Regions from separate parts of the Mus musculus genome. Here region 2 is linked to region 1. Evidence: chromatin contacts called from public promoter capture Hi-C data. All regions are on one chromosome and are shown on one strand. The core of a region is the stretch at or near the end of the contact, and the rest is flanking DNA. Distances in the headings are between cores, read along the strand shown.

What was found. Promoter capture Hi-C pulls out the DNA fragments that hold promoters and counts their contacts.
Region 2: a contact with region 1 is called in a promoter capture Hi-C map of macrophages, with 5 read pairs. The contact joins the promoter of Stard8 here to the promoter of Yipf6 in region 1. A contact is called at or near these places in 4 of 39 promoter capture datasets (the C10 cell line, macrophages and pre-B cells), 3 of 484 Hi-C or Micro-C datasets (LSK cells and embryonic stem cells), 5 of 115 datasets of contacts at active chromatin or transcription factors (embryonic stem cells, extraembryonic endoderm stem cells, microglia and 1 more) and 3 of 9 other capture datasets (adipose tissue, liver and pancreatic islet).

What each region holds. Positions count from the first base shown.
Region 1 is chrX:98,934,271-98,939,852 of GRCm38.p6, forward strand. It overlaps Yipf6 (Yip1 domain family, member 6), which reads left to right and starts at 3,511. Exons shown (of 7, transcript NM_207633.2): 1 at 3,511-4,018; 2 at 5,503-5,582. The coding sequence starts at 3,962.
Region 2 is chrX:99,039,770-99,045,351 of GRCm38.p6, forward strand. Stard8 (START domain containing 8) reads left to right here and starts at 2,812. Exons shown (of 14, transcript NM_199018.2): 1 at 2,812-3,025.

The DNA of each region.
Region 1 (5,582 bases), core at 2,261-4,760:
CTAGACCAGTCCTCCAGCAAAAGTTGACCCACATCTAACCACACCCAGTTACTCTCCCTAGAGGCAGCAGTTACTGGTTTAGTCAGTCTGTTCATGAATATTGAAGTATATGGATATATAAATGTATATACAATGTGTACTTTTTCATTCACATGGTATCATTCAATACAAACTGTGTATCTTGCCTTTTATATATTTAAATTTTTTTCTTACAAAATTTTGTCCTAATAAAATTTCTTTTTTTGAGACTATCTCATGTTGCCCAGACTAGCCTCCTATCTTGATGTCTCAAGTGTTAGGCTTACAGAAATATATACACCCATTCCTAACTTTGATCTGCTTTTGAAACAGGGTCTCTTGTAGTTCAGGCTAGTCTCAAAGTCCTTATGTTGTCCCTATGGAATTGAAGATGGTCTTGAATTCCTACCTTCATGTCCTGAGTGTTAAGATTACAAGTGTGTGCCACCATGCCTGGCCTCTGACTTATGACTATTATTTTCTAAGAAAATATTTTCTCAAAGTTTTTCAGTTAATTTTATAGTTTATAGTTATATATTATATGGTCTTGAAAATATAGAACTAATATGATTCTCCATACTTGCTAGACAAAATATTAATCTGAATTCTAGTACTTGCAAAGTTTCTAAGCAACTTTTGCTTGTCCTACAAATCCTGCTACCCTGCAGATTCACCTGTTCCGACAGAGAGTAGACAGACCGGAAGCATAGTAAGGAATAGTGAATATTGGAAGTGTAGCTTAATAGCATGCTTGAGACCCCACCCTACATCTAATGTGTAGCACTGCAGAAGGGTATAGTGGCCTACACCTGCTCGCACTCCAGAGACAGAGAAAGAAGGGTCAGATGTTTGAGGTCATCCACACAACATAAGGAGTTTGAAGCCAGACTGAATAAGAGACCCTGTCTCAAAACCAATAAAATATAGCTGACATAGGATACTGGATTCGTTTAGTACTTTGGGAAGATAACATTTTGATGAAAACCAGAAAGTTTCTATTTTAAGAGTTTTTATGCCACCCTTGTTTTTCACAACCTTTCTTTTGTCAACTCAAAGCATCACATCCAGCCAGTATCACTTAGTTAACTGAGAACAGGGAACACCAAGAGTTTGAAATAATCCTTAGGTATCCTGAAAATGTCTTGGCTTGTTTTATGGCCTTTCCTTCTCTTAACTCAGCATCAATGACATTTTTAAAGAAAGGTAAAGATGCTAAGAGTTGAGGTTAGAGATGAAAACTGGGTTGCAGGTGGGGGGGGGGGGGAACTAATGTTGGAGGCTGGCAAGAAACTAGAAGTTACCAATGGAAGTAGGAAGGAACTTGAGTGAATGGATAAGTGTGGGAGACATGGGAGAGGGGTAGCAGGAGGAAGGATTAGGATGGAGAGCCTAAGGCTGTCCTTGAAGCAGTTGTATAAGACATTTTTGCTGTTGTTATAATTGGTTTGTAAGAGTCTGTCTGTGTACCCCAGGATGATCCTGCCACCCCTTAGTGATATCATTCCTAGCTGCCCTGGGCTGTCGTGCCTTGCATGCCTCTTGTAATTAAAATGAGTTCATATCAACTAGCCTAAAAGATTTAAGAGGAGGTCTTGCCAAGTAGCCATGACCGGCCTGAACTTTTCTATGTAGACTAGACTGGCTTCAAAGTAGCAACAGTCTTCCTGCCTTTGGGACTCCAAGCAAGCACCACAGCCCTGGCAAAGCCTCAACTCTGTTATCACTTCCACGAGTGTTTGTTTAAGGACTGAAATTTTACTTGGTTTGAAGGAGAATTACTGTACTAATATTTAAGTAAAATAACTAATAGCCATCCCCAGAAGCTTATTCTGGGAAGTCTGGCTTTCCACAGTCCACGTATCTCCTCCTCCCATCTATTCCCTGGGTTCCTTTCTGAATTACCTATCCAAATATATAAAGCAGTGCATTTTACTGCATAGGGAGAATGTTGATGATGCCAACAATGGCTCTCTTGTTTGACCTCACTGGAGCCTTGGGTAAGAGGTGAGTCAGAGCAACCAGGAGTCAGAAACATCTTGATTGTTTGCCAGGATGAGGTAGGGGTGAAAGTTGGTCCCGGCAGGGGTGGTTTTTTTGTTGTTGTTTGTTTGTTTTAACTTTTTCTTTTTTTTCTTTTTCTTTCTTTCTTTTTTTTTTTTTTTTTTTTTTTGGTTACAGTAGCTGACTCCTACCCATTCCCCGCCTACTACCCACCCCAGGAGCCTCTACTGATCAAGGACATTTTCAGTACTTGCCACCAAGTAGCTTAGCAACTTCAAAGTTGTAGTGGTTTTGGGAAGTTAGTGGAGTGAAGCTCTCCCACTTGATAGGAGATGAAAGAGAGAATAATTGTGCAGGACCTGTGGGGAGACAATACAAAGGTTTGAGGATTTGAAGGAGATGGAAGCTGGCTATGAAGCTCAGGGAACTAGTAAGGCAAGGACGGCAGTAGACAAGGGGATCAGGTTCTTCAACTTGAAGTCGGAGGCCTTTTTCTTGGGGACACGAGGAATGGCACTTCAGAGCCACTTCTGGTGAACTGGTTCTGTCAAGCGCTGCTAGTCTCAGCTGCTTTCAGATGGTCCTAGTTGGGCGCGTTTTGGATCCACAGTGCTCCGCTTTGCTCCGCAGTGGCGCTGGTGGTGGGATAGCCTACTCTCAGCTGGGTGCGGTTAGGTTCGGTTGGGATCGACTGGGCGCCATTGGTCTCGGCAGCGCTTGGCTGAACGCCGATGCGTTCGACTTCGTTTGTCTGGGCTCGGCTAGGTGTGGCTCTGTGCCGCAGGCCACCGCTGGCTGCGTTCAGATAGGTTCAGCTGTGCGCTGCTGGGCTCGGCTGCATTCGGCTGTGATCCGACTAGGTTCGGCGGTGCCCGCTGGGCTCGGCTACGTTCGGCTACACTCGGCTGTGATCCGACTAGGTTCGGTGGTGCACGGCTGGGCTCGGCTGCGTTCGGCTTTGCACCGACTAGCTTCGGCTGTTCGCCTCTGGGCTCGGCTGCGTTCGGCTGTGTCAGGCTGTGATCAGACTAGGTTCGGTGGTGAGCGGCTGGGCTCGGCTGCGTTCGGCTGTGAGCCGACTAGGTTCGGTAGTGCGCTGCTGGGCTCGGCTGTGTTCGGCTAGGTTCGGCTGTGCACCTCTGGGTTCTGCTACGTTCGGCTGGAAGCCTCTGGGCTCGATTGTGTTTGGCTGTGCACCGCTGGGTTCGGCTAAGTTCGGCTGTGCATTGCTGGGCTTGGCTGAACGCTACTGGGCTCCGCTAAGTTTAGCAGGAGCCTCTGGGCTCCATTGGGCTCGGCTTCATTCGGCTAGGTTTGGTTGTGTGCCTACTAGGTTCGGCTGGGCGCCTCTGAGCGCCATTGTATTCCGCTGTGCGTTGCCGGGCTCTGCTGTGTCCGGCTAGGTTCGGCTGTGCACCTCTGGGCTCTGCTAGGTTTGGCTGGGAGCCTCTGGACTCGATTGTGTTTGGCTGTGTACCGCTAGGTTCCGCTAAGTTCGGCTAAGTTCAGCTAGGTTCGGCTGAATGCCACTTGGCTCGGCTAAGTTTGGCTGGGGCCTCTGGGCTCGATTGGGTTCGGCTGAGCATCACGGGGCTCGATTGGGTTCAGCTGAGCATCACTGGGCTCCATTGGGTTCGGCTGGGAGTTTGCTGGAGCCTGGGGCACCGCTGGGCGAGCCGGCGCTTCTAGCCTGCACTCTCAGTGGGCGTGGAAGGCGGAGCGCCCCCTAGCGAAACTGCGTCCCCAAACAGTGAGCAAATAGGCTCGCGCTCGAGCCTCGGAGGCTACCGGAGCACCGGAACTCGGCTGGGCGCCGCAGCAGCCAGCCTCAGGCGCCGGCGGTGACGCCGTCTTAACGCGACCGCGCGCTGACCAGCCCCGGTCTCCACGTCTCAGGTTTCGCAGAGACGCATGGGAGGGGAGCAGTTGGAGGTTTATCAAGATGGCGGAAGCGGAGGACTCTCCGGGAGAACAGGAGGCAGCGGCATCCAAGCCCCTGGTGAGTTAAGAGGACAGTGGCAGAAGGGACTGAGGGCGAGGCAGAGCTCCCGGGAAGCGAGTCGGGAAGGCTTCGGGATCAGAGAGCCAGAGCTTCTTGGCTTTGCAGGCCCTTGGCGTCTACAACCAGCTGACACTACACCTGGTCTTTGAGTTAGCTGCATCTCCCTTCCATTCGCTGGCCTTCTGTGCCTTTCTGAGACTCTCCGCTGTCTGTCCACACTCTAGGGGTTCTTTGACAGTGAGTTAAATGCCGAGCTTGGAGTGGTTTCTGAAGTATCCTCTATCGCTGTCATTTATCACGACTTGTCACCAGTCATTGTGAAGTACTACACAAGTAATGAAACTGCTTCTCACAGGACGTTGTCGTTTTATTGGTTGTAACCGGAACCTTTACTTGCCCGGTGGGTGACTCAAAGCAGCTAATTATTATTTGCAGGTGCTTGCTATCCCCTTCATGACACATATGTCACTAAGAGCCACCAATACTGCTTTAAGAACACTGGCTTCACAGTTAACCCCATGTGAGCTAGAGTGCATTCGCACTGAAGCTTTTGTGAGTTTGAGCATTTCGTTTCAGTGAAGGGTGTTTTTGACTCTTAAACTGAAAAGAAGGTACCTGCCTTTAAAATGGCATAACTTCTATGAAGTGCCTAATACAGTCATGAGTGGAGGAGTATAAGGAAGTCGTTGTTACGCCCTGTCGTTCTTCTTCCCAAACAGTATTTGCTTATATACTGTTTGCTCAGTAACTGCTTTCATTTCTTTTGTTTTAAATTGGCAGCGTAACAGAGAACTGAACTGAGAGGCAAGGGAACTTGGTTCAAGTCCCAGCTCTTCTGCTTACTAGCTCTATTTGTTCATCTCTTCAGCAAAAATATTTCTCGAGCATCTAGAGTGTTCCAGGCAGTCTTTTAGGCACCAGGAATGAAACTGTAAAGGAGGATATTGAATCTGGGGCTGGAGCTCAGCGGGAAAGAGAGTGCATTACATACGTAAGACCCTTTCGGTCCAATCTCCAGCACTGAAGGGATAAGGTCATTTGGGCCATCTTATGGATCAGTTGTGACCCTGAGTAAAGTCTCTCTAAACCCAAGTTTAGACGTTCGGAAAATGATGAAGCTCACCACAGAATAGTGAAAATATGTAAACTAATGCAAACATTATGCCTCCTGCCACATAGTTACAGGTTACCTAGCTGTTCTTAGTTTCCCTTTACTCCAGACTGTTCCCCGTTCTGTAATGCCTGTGATGTGTTTAAGTACGTGTGCAAGTTTGTACGCATGCACGCATGCATGTGTAGACAGGGCTTACTGTGTTAACTAGGAGTGTTTAGGAATTAGTTGTATTGCCCAATGTCTGTTGAGCTACTTTTAGTTACTACGCAAAACCTTAAATAGCCAGGCCCAACTCTAGAAAATGGTGATGTTTCTGAGACATTTTGCAGTTGTAAGCTTAATTTTCTTTCCCCCAATCTTTTCTCAGTTTGCAGGGTTGTCTGATGTGTCAATTTCTCAGGACATTCCCATAGAAGGGGAGATTACCATCCCCTCCAGAGCTCGTGC
Region 2 (5,582 bases), core at 1,562-4,061, 100 kb after region 1:
CATGAAGCTTGGTGGGCTCCCACCAAGTCCACTAAGAATCCGGTTTTTCTTGTGGGCTTGAATGAGGCATGCAGGGATGTGTGGAAGCCCTGTGTGAGAGGCATGTGCTGGGTGTAGCAAGTTGGAGTATAACCTATTTCCCTCTCAAGGATCCATTTCTCTCTTTGTACAATACCATGGCAAGTTCCCTGCAACCTTATGAGAGTCTGGTCCTGTGAAAAGGCACCATTTCCCCCATCCTTTCTGGGTACCATTATGGAATCTCCATCTTGCTCAGGATGGACTGAGGCTGGAAGAAGAGGCTGGCACTGTTGGAAGTGCTGTCGAACCACCTCGTCCCCTGTGAAGGGGTTAAACACTCATATCTTTCAGAAGGTCTCAAGACAAAACAGGGAGATTTATTTTTAAAAGACCCCCCCCAAATAACCATTGAACTATTTCAAAGTGACATGACTATGCATTATAAATATTAGGTCTAAAGTTTCCCTTAATTATCGTGTTCACTCATTCAGCAACATTTTGTTGGTGTTTATTAAGAAAAATATTTTATCACGTAGTTAAGTGCAGGCATTAGGAAAGAGAGAGGCACGCAAAGAAAAAGGACAGTACATACCAAAAATGTGGGTGTGGCCTTCTCAAGGCAGAGTGTGTTGCAACAACACACTATGTTTTCACTATGCTTGTCAGGCACTGCAGAACGGGGGCTGTATTTATTTACATCAGTTTCTAGATTTTGTAGTTTTTCATGCTGTTTTAGATTTTTTTGTTACTTTTTGTGCTTTGACCCTTTGCAGTTTTTTTGGTTTTATTGCATTAAAAAAAAAAGAGGGGTTGGGAAAATGATTTAGTTGGTAATAGGCAGAAGGACCAGTGTTCTATTCTAGAACCCATATAAAAACTGCTGTGCATGGTAGTGGGTTTATAATCCCAACACCGGGGAAGGGAAGATCAGTGGAGTCCCCAGGGCTTGCTGCTTAGCCTGTTTACTTTAGCCAGCCAGCCGCAGACCACTGAAAGACCCTGTCTGAAAATAAAGTGGGTGGCACCTGAGGAATGGAGTGACACCGGAAGTTATTCACTAGTCTCCACGTACCTGTGCACACTTGTATATAACCACTCACACATGTGCACCTGGAGACACACACACACACACACACACTGGTATTTCAGAACCAAAACTATCTTAATCCAATTAGAACAATCTACAAAATTACAGGTGGTGGCACAAACCTGTAACATTTAGGAGATTGAGGCTTTTGTTTTTTTTTTACTTTGATGGTAACCTGGGTTCATATAGAGATCTTGTCTAAAAAATAACATCTATTAAATGTTAAATTGGGGTTTGCATTATTCATATGCTTAAAAATTCTTCATGGTTATCCCTTAGTGACCTTTAACATTTTGTCACCCACTAGTGAACCAGCTCTGACATGGTTTTCTGTCCTTAGGAATAGATAGGGTCATGGCAGGTTTTCTACTTCTAAGTCTTTCTAACATTGTGTATAAGCAATATACATTCGGCTAAAAACTCAGCCCCTGAAGCATGCTGGCAATATTATATTCAGCCCTGCCTCAGGAAAGAGGCTTCCTACCTACTATCAAAAGTAGTACAGCCTCCTGGTGGATTTTGGCTTGTGGAGTGAGTTCAGGTGCACAGGCTGCTGCAACCACATTTAAGATTTGTGGTGAAATGGCTCACTTTGGAAAAAAAATTGTCACAGGCTATCAGTCGCTGTCCTTCTGTTGAGAAGAGCAGAGAGTTCATACTAGGAGTTGCCTCGCTTCCATGACACTCCATTGCTTCTTGTGAGGAAGGGAGGTGGGAACATTTGTTTAGCCTGGTAGAGCGGAGGCAGGATGCTTGGTTCTGTCACCACCTCTAGTGACCTTTAAGAAACTGCTGTGTTGGCTACTTTAGCAATCCAATGAGATGGATGTTGTCCCTGTAGTCTAAAGACCTTAGCTCCATGCCATTCATCTACTAGGTATGGAGAAAATAACCAGTATACAAGTCTTGGCCTGCCGTGGATTTGCTGAGTAGCCCAGAGTAAGACGCCTCTCTTCACTTTCTGTCATTGTAAGCATAGTTGCAGTGCCTTGAGAACTTACATACTCCTTCCTAGCCCTGGCTAAATACGAGTACTCAATTCAACAATGAAATGAAGATTGTCAACTTATGCTGAAAACTTCACAGGCAAGGTGAGGAAGAAACCAATTAACACCATTTCTTACTGAATTTGAACAGACTTTCTGGGGGTACTTGGTTTCGGAACTCCTGGAAGCCTTCTCCTGCTAGAATTAACTTTGGTGCCCTAAGTTCCATGTGTTTCTATATGGAAATAGAGTTTAGACTGCAGTGGACAGAGGTACTAGGGAGGTTGCAGAGTGCTGGTGCCTGATTAACGTGGGAATGACAACTTCCTGGAAATTTATGGAGTTCCTTCCGACTACTAACTATGTATCTCACAGAAGCAGTCTCCTGGACTTACTATAAATTATCCTGGACAAGTCACTTAAACCCTCTTGTGCACGTAGCATTTAGATTTGAAGCCTGCATGCAGTGCCAGACACATTCAGAACTCAATAAATACAGGTCAGCGTGGCCATCTCACTGTTTCAAGCTCTGCTCTTTCAAAGCTCTGCCCTGGGCCCTGGGTTTTTGCCTCCAGCTGAGTGACCTGAGGGAAAGGCAGAGGCTCAGGGCATTGGAGGAGCTGGCTGGCAGAGCCCCGCCCACCCCATTTGGACCGCTTTTGGGGAGGAGGCGGGTTGGGGAGGGACGGGACTATGCCCTCATTGGTCTGGGGACCTGTAGGTGGGCGGAGCACCACTACGGCTTACTCGCGAATGCTCCCTCTCTCCGAACCTGCGCGGCGAGCATAGTCTAGTTGACAACGGCTAAGCAGCTACTATAGCTGCAATTCTGGCTCGCACCTTTACCCCTGGCTCCACGCGTGTCTTCTTCGAGCAGCCCTGCCCGCGCTTGCCTCCTATCCCTTTGCCGCTGTGTGGACGCGGCTGCCAAGTAAGAGTTGGGGCGACGTCAGGGGGACACCCAGGCAGACTGGGGCCCTGACCTCCAGTATCCCGCTTAGCCGCTGTGGCGCTCCAGCCCTTCTGCTCTCCTGGCAGTTCCGCTGGGCTGAGGACGCGAGAGACAGGAAGGAAAGTAGCCCGGGCTGCCTCTGCTTATGGGCGGGGTTCAGAGTTATAGAAACTTAGAGACCCCTGATTGTGCCGGCTGCACACTCCCATAGGAGCCCCGCAAACGGCTGGTCTGGTGGCCTGAGGACCCCTGGCGTAACTGGCGCGGCGGCCTTCCCAGGGACTCAGTGGGCGGCGGGCGCTGGGCGGGGGTGCCCAGTCTGCCCTCCTTCTACTTCGGGGGACATTTCCAGGAAGGCTTCAGCCCCATGGACTTTTCCGTCGGCCCCTGCCTCACTGCCTTCCCACCTGGACAACTCCGGAGAGTGAGCTGTTCTCAGGGTAGCTGTGCAGAGCGAGTTAATCAATACTTCTGAATAAGTCGCTGGGACTCAGTTTGCCAGGAGGTCTCACAGAAGTTTAGATTAGAAAAGCTCAGACGAAAGGCTATTAGATGGAAGTTTGGGGGAGCTCTAACTTGGGTAGTCTCAATGTCTCTTCCAACACTTGCTCAAGTTCAGCACTGAATTACCACTCAGGAAACCGGGGTTCCGCCAGTCCTTATGACCTCAGGCGGGTCATGCTTTCCTGAGTGACAAGTGTTTTCAATGGCATCTCAATTGGCAGCTAGATTTCTGTATCAGAAGGACCCCGGTTTCTTCAGCTCTGATACTGGCTAACTTGGTGCCTGGGCCCAGTCTTTTAAACCAGTAAGTAAAGAAAGATGGTCTCTGAGACACTTGGGTGACTGGAGGTAGGCAGTCAGCGGCTCCTATGATGGTTATGCAGCTAGATTAGCTGGAAAACTACTGTGGGGTAGATGGCAAACTGAATGTGAGGAGGGGCAGGACTTTTTTTTCCCCAGACACCAGGTTTCTCACTTTGGGGACCCCAGAGATTGCACTTAGACATGGTATTCAGGCAAAGGACTGACTGGTGTCCTAGTTTGCTTGGGTCTCACTCAGCGCACCCAGTAATCCTGGGAGAAGAGGGTAATGAATCACCCAGGGCTATTTTCAAACCTTGACTCCTGCTGCAGTTCTAGCGCCCACGCCCACTCGGAGGGTTTCAGTCCCTGCCTGTGCCATCAGTATTCTTGCTGTCTGGGTTTCCTCTAGCCTTCCCTTCTTGGAATGAAAGGGAGACATTTCTTTCTTGGGGGACTGGAGGTGAGCAGCCCAAGGCACAAGTGGTGTCTAGGTGAGTGGTCGAGTGGGAGAGGTGGAGATAAAGTTTTTATCCTGAAGTTGTAGCTGCCATTTCGCTGGGTAGCTGGTGTTGGTCCTTACTTCAGAGTGTTGGTCTTTCTTTTCGCCCAGGTTCCCGACTTGGAATTTCTGTTCCTTGAACCTCTATAGTTATTGCTGAGAGATGCCATACTGAACAGAGGCTGTTTGCCCCTGGTCGCTTACCCTCATTCCACAGTGCTAAGGGATCTTTGAAGAATGCCAGGCCTCTGTGTACGTCTGAGCTTCTGCCTTCAGGAGAGGCTGCCAGGAGATGATATCTGAAGATGTAAAGATGGCACAGTGGCTATGCACCTTGTGTGGATGCAAAGGAAGGGACAACGAGTCTTGTAAAGATGATGGCCTTAATATGTTCAAGGCTGGAGCAGAGGAGCAAAAGAAAGGGGGTTACCAAGAGGGCCAAACTGGCCTTCAGTCTTATCTTTATTAATTTTTAGTTAATGAGCAAAATAATGAATGCCACTATAGTATTTCCATACATGCATGCTGTTGTACTTTGCTCATAATCACTCCTCTGCCACCTCTTGCTCCCCCCATATGTATTGACATTTTAAAAAAAAATCCATTTTGGAGACTACAGATTGGAATGGGAGCACAGGACATCTGCAGCCAGGTATAAGCATAGCAGCAGGATACACCGGCAAGACAGTCACAGGGGAAGGAGGGGCAGTCTCGGGTTGGGATGCCGCTTTGCCTTTTGTTAGCTAACTTCTGCAGCATCCTTGTTCCAGCCCTGGATAATGTGTGTTCCGTGAATGGCAAGTTCTTGGGGAAGGATGGAAAAGAGGGTCCTCATCTGAAAGAAGGGGTTACTTTATTCTTGAGTTAAAAAGATAACTTTTTTCTTTTCTCTTTCCTCCCCCCCCCCTTTTCCCCAATTTGGGTAGGATCAAACCTTAGGCCACTTGGCTGCCCAGTGTGGAGTTGTCAGAGATTTCAGGGCTTGGAATAGGAGACCTATCTATGTGCATCAATGTGTTAAAGTCTTCGAGGACCTGGGGCTGGGGGGTTGTTTTCTTTTGTTGTTGGGATGTGGGGATGGAACCCTTGGTCTGATGCATTCTAAGCTAGTACTGAGATCCACCCCTAACCATTGGTAAGTTTTATAGTCCCTCTCACCCCACAACCCCAGGTGAGATGTTTGAGCACTGTGCTGGTCATGCAGTTGTTGGTGACAAAGGTTTATTAATG